2 separate regions of the Sus scrofa genome follow, and region 2 is linked to region 1. A link is a contact called in public Hi-C data. All regions are on one chromosome and are shown on one strand. The core of a region is the stretch at or near the end of the contact, and the rest is flanking DNA. Distances in the headings are between cores, read along the strand shown. Region 1 overlaps LAMA3 (laminin subunit alpha-3). Region 2 overlaps LAMA3 (laminin subunit alpha-3).

Region 1 (2,652 bases), core at 40-2,539:
GAGCTCTTTGTCCAAGGCCATCTGCTGTGGTGTTGCTATTGCCTCAGTCAAGGCAGAAGGAGGCAGAAAGTGAGTTACAGAGAAGCACCAGCCCTTCCAGCCTCTCCCTTCTCCTCCCACCACCAAGAGCTTCACTGACTTGAGGTCCTTCTTTTCTCCCAGCTCCTTCTGATTTCTTCTGCATAATTCCCAGAGAGGCTGTTTTTTTTTTTTTTTTTTTTTCTGGTCACATCCATGACATGTGGAAGTTCCTGGGCCAGGGATCAAACCCATGCCACAGCAGTGGTCTGAGACACAGCAATAAAACATTGGATCCTCAACCCACTGAGCCACAGGGAATTCTGAGGTTGATTTTTTTTTTTTTAATGCCCTTCTGATTCCTGGTGAAAAAAATCCCAAAGAAACTTTTTTTTTTTAAGGCTGCCGGATTCCTGTGCGCATGTTAACGAATCGATAACCATAGGTTTTTTTTGTCATGGTTAACATCCGTTGCGTGAGTTGTGTAGTGCAGACGGCTCGGATCCCGTTGCTGTGGCTTGCATAGCTGCAGCTACAGCTCATAACCCTAGCTGGAACCCATAGCGCAGAGCCCAAAAAAAAAAAAAAAAAAAAAAAAAAAAAAAAAAAAAAAATAAGGCTGCACCAGTAGCATAGGTAAGTTCCCCAGGCGTGGGGTTAAATTGGAGCTGCAGCTGCCGGCCCTTACACCACAGCCACAGCAGCGAGGGGTCCGAGCCGAGTCTGCGACCTGCACCACAGCTCACAGCAACTTCAGATCCTTAACGCAGTGATCGAGGCCAGGGATTGAGCCCACATCCTCATGGATACTAGTCGGGTTAGTTACTGCTGAGCCATGACAGGAACTCCCCCAAAGAAACTTTTGAAAGGCTGGGACATATGCTCATGAAGGTTTCACATTTATTTTGATAACTTTGAGTCATTATGAGTTGAAAAAAAAATTGGGGGGCCTATGAAAGCTGGCTGGAAGAATATAAGAGCTATTTTAATTCCTATGTTGTTATGTCCCGGGAGGGCAAATGTCATCATAGGTTCCTGTGTTTACAAGGGAATCAACTAGGAGTTTTCAGTCTGTTGGTCACTGTGGGTCACTGTGGATGGACCATCTCTAAGCGGGGAGGAAGCTTCTCTCAGAACCATCTCTTACCAGGAGGACTCCCTCTGCCTTAATACAAGCAATCCACGTCCCTGGTACAATCGAAAACGGGTCTGCAAAACCATTTCCGGGTACGGTGACAAAGGCTGGCTCCTTACTCGGCTGGAAGATGATCTCTTTGCTTTGAGCAACACCTATCAGAAACACAAAGAATTGCTGAGGGCATTTTCCTAGCAGTCAGTGTTCTGGTATTAGATATTCAGCTTTGAACATTCAGTTTACATCTGAAAAAGCTTCAGAGGGTTTACTGATCATATGTACTGATCAGATTTACTGATCTTATTTTAAATAATGGCATGCATGCATATATTTATGTATCAAATAGACTAGAAAGATACAAAGGTGTTGGCAGTAACTGCTGGGGTTGTGAGTGATTTTTAAAATTTATTAAATATGTTAATTCGTGTAAACGGCTTAGAAAAGTTCTTGGCACATAGGAAGTATTCTATACAACACATTAGATATTAAGATATTTTTCTTTCTGTTTTTTTGTTTAAATGTAATTTTTTTGTCTTTTTTTTTTTTTTTTATGGGTCACACCTACAGCACATGGAATTTCCTAAGCTAGGGGTTGACTATCGGAGCTGTAGCTGCTGGCCTACATCACAGCCACAGCAACATGGGATCCACACCTCATTTGCGACCTACACCATAGCTCACAGCAACACCAGATCCTTAGCCCACTGAGGGAGGCCAGGGATTGGACCAGCATCTTCATGGATACTAGTGGGATTCATTAACCACTGAGCCATGACAGGAACTCCCTGTTTATATGTAATTTTAAATTTTTAAATGTCTGGAGTTCCCTGTTGGCCTAGTGATTACAGATCTGGCATGGTCACTGCTATGGCAAGAGTTCAACTCCTGGCTCAGGAACCTCCATGTGCAGAGGCCAAAAAAAAAAAAAAAAAAAAAATTTCTGTTGAAGAACAGGCATTCACTTTGAAATAAGAAAAAATTGTTTCCTGTTTGCTTTCAGGATGCATTGTTTTCTTCTGCATTAAACAAGTGGAGGACCCTGTGTAGAAGGGTCAGAAACAAGTAGAACTGTAGCATCTAAGTCCATTGGAGGCTTGTTCTTTAGAAGAAATGTTTACTCCAAAGACTTGCATTCACTCTCCTGTCCTATGATTATCTACGGGGCCCATTATGTGTCAGGGCTGGAGCTCGGTTCTGGGGACAAGGCAGTGACAACAGTCAGAATGGCTTCTGCTCCCCAGTTGTGGGGACGGGGAGATGAGGGGTTACAGACCAGAAGAGAATACAGAGCAGCATGGACAGGGGTATTGAAAGGAGGCATAGATTACTTCAGGAATACACAGTGGGGGCCCCTGACTCCCATGGAGGGGTGGGTGTAGGAAAGGTGTCCCAGAGGACAAGAAAAAAAAAAAATCACAATGTATTCCAACTGAGTTCCCAGAGGGCAAACGGCTGGTGGCATTGCCACCTGGGAGCCAGGGGATCTATTAGGAAGAGTC
Region 2 (2,652 bases), core at 40-2,539, 110 kb before region 1:
TGGAGCTGAAACACTACACTCACTCCCTACTATCTCTTATTATCAGGCAGATGTTTCATGGTTATCTCTTCTCCTGGGATTTCTAGAGTGCCCCTTATTTTGTGATGCTAAAAGAAATCTACTTCCTTTCAGTGTGATTTGAATCTTCGGCTTTAAAAAGGAATGCAAATAATGTTGACCAAAGAATGGCCAGGGTCCCCAAATGATGTATCGACACAGATAAGGTACATGATCTGGAATTACTTGCCGACCCCCGCCTGGAGTCATGGTGGTGCATCGTGAATTAAAGGCATATGTAGTAGTTCCCATCATTGTGCAGCAGAAACAAATCCGACTAGGAACCATGAGGTTGTGAGTTCGATCCCTGGCCTCACTCAGTGGGTTAAGGATTCAGCGTTGCTGTGAGCTGTGATGTAGGTCGAAGACGGGGCTCAGATCTGGCATTGCTGTGGCTGTGGTGTAGGCTGGCAGCTGTAGCTCCAATTAGACCCCTAGCCTGGGAACCTCCATATGCCACGAGTGCGGCCCTAAAAAGCAAAAAAAGGTAAGTGGAATGACTGGCCAGTGGGGACCTGCTATATAGCCACAGAGAATTCTACCCAATATTCTCTGATCATCTTTATGGGAAAAGAATCTGAAAGAGAATGGATGTGTGTACATGTATAACTGAATCACTTTGTTGTACAGCAGAAATGATTATGACATTGTAAATCCACTATGTTTCAATAAAACTTTGAAAAATGAAAAAGTAAATTAATAAATTCATATACTATAAACCTTATATAAATATATTAGTAAGCTAATAAATAAGTCATTTATTGGGACCAGAAATACTCTAGAAAGCTTTTTGCTCTTCTTTCCCTCTCCGGTTCTAAGTTAGCTCAGAGGAAACAAATGTTACTTTTTGGCTCTAGGCAATGATAAAAAATGTGGCTTGGGATTTAATCAATGTCCCAATGTCCCACTGGGACAATGGGAAGCATTGTCTGGCCTCACATGCTGTATCCACCACCTCCTAAGTGTGCAAAAGGTCACTGTGAAGGCCCTGGAACCCTCTGTGGCACGTAGCCATGAACACAGAGGAAGGGTCTTTGAGAGGAGCCACGTGCTCTGGATCAGACTGCCTGGGTTCGAGTCCTGTCTCTGCTGCTTTCTCTCTCTGCTCTGTTTTCTCATTTGTTCAATGGGCATGCGGTAATCGGCTCCCCAGGGCTGCTGTGAGTTTAAACGAGAGAATATGTGTAATGTACTCAAAGCGTGCCCAGTACAGAGCAAGGACTCAATCTGTGATGGCAGAGTCAATAACTACCCCCAGATGGTGCATCATTATAACGAAGGAACTTCTAAAGCGCCTCCTCCTACGTGGCTGTTTGGCATTTCTCTTTTGATCTGACTTTTGGATCTGCCTGGAGCCGACATCATGTAAAACACTAACATACAGCAAGTGACTGAAGTCCAGGCAAATATTTGTGTTTCTTAAGCAAATGTCATAATAAGAAAAACATAAAGCTGACTTCATTATAAACCCCTAGAGCAGCTCACTTTTCTAAATGGGAAGGTGTCTGCCTTCCTTTGTATTCAATTCATTATAAACAGTTGAGCTACATGCACTATGCATAAAATTAAATTTCTTTTTCCCTTTTAAAAGAAGAAACAAATCCTAACTGGCATTGCAGCATGAACTTGATTGTTTTATAAAGTTGGCTTCTTGATTCAGAAAAGAAAGAAAGTTCATATCCATTCTGGGAGCTTGTCTGTTTAGATCTCTTCTCTCTTGGTTTCAACATGTTTTAGACCCTTCAACATCTCCTAATCCCTTCTTTCCAGAAAGCATAGGAAGGAAGAATTTGGTGGCAGAAATGAAAAGGGGAAAGAAAGGCAGCTGACAGGTACAGGGCACCTATTCTATGTGAGATACTATTATACGATCCTCGCAATAACATTTGGAGACAGATATTTTCTTTCTTTTTAAAAAATTTTACGGCCGCACCCACAGCATAGGGAAGTTCCTGGGCTAGGGATCAAATCCATGCCCCCCCAGTGACCTGAATGACTGTGGTTGGATTCTTCACCCACTGTGCCACAGCAGGAACTCCATGGAGGGAGACGTTTTCTTCACGGACATGATTAAGCATTTACCAGGTACCTGGCACTGTGCTAACCCCTTTACCCTGCATCTCACCAGCGCTCTGTGAGTTAGGCCACCACTATGCCCATGTTAACGGATGTACAAGGAGGCTTGGGAAGGCTGAGTGACCTGCATGGGGTCATGCAGCAGGAAGGTGACAGCACTGGGATGTGCATGGTCAGGATGTCGTATAAGCCAGTGTGACCTAAAGCCCTGCCCTTCATACTTATACAGCTGTGTACCCAAAGCACTGGGAACGACCGTGACTCTCTCCCACAGAACAGACGCTTACAGCAGAGATGGTAGGATGAAAGATTCATTTCCACTATTCTTTGGGGTGTTCTTGTTACTCTGGTAACTCTTGTTACCCTAGTGTTCCATGTTTGCCCCAGGATTCAGGGTCTGAGGACCTTTGCTAGAGGCCCCAGATCATGGAGGGGTGCAAGCTGCGGTAAGAATGAGTTGGCACGTGGGGTCATGTATCACACTGTGCGCCAGTCTGTTCACCAAGGCTCAGCCAGGTC

Evidence for each region. Hi-C and Micro-C count contacts between places; a contact is called where the count stands out from the background.
Region 2: a Hi-C map of liver shows a contact between it and region 1, with 2.7 times the contacts expected there. The contact joins two enhancer-like sites. A contact is called at or near these places in 1 of 5 promoter capture datasets (liver) and 8 of 47 Hi-C or Micro-C datasets (alveolar macrophages, embryonic fibroblasts, liver and 2 more).

Annotation. Positions count from the first base shown.
Region 1 is chr6:108,672,653-108,675,304 of Sscrofa11.1, reverse strand. It overlaps LAMA3 (laminin subunit alpha-3), which reads right to left. Exons shown (of 75, transcript XM_003482042.4): 21 at 1,166-1,308. Among named protein-coding and RNA genes, the nearest start is that of LAMA3, 130 kb to the right of the region's middle. Within about 2 kb of position 1,289, at least 2 of the 83 cell types and tissues checked have an H3K27ac peak or open chromatin away from gene starts, as enhancers often do. A contact at or near this core is called in liver, where this site is marked.
Region 2 is chr6:108,777,983-108,780,634 of Sscrofa11.1, reverse strand. The region is part of intron 62 of LAMA3 (laminin subunit alpha-3); the gene reads right to left. Among named protein-coding and RNA genes, the nearest start is that of TTC39C, 80 kb to the left of the region's middle. Within about 2 kb of position 1,289, at least 7 of the 83 cell types and tissues checked have an H3K27ac peak or open chromatin away from gene starts, as enhancers often do. A contact at or near this core is called in liver, where this site is marked.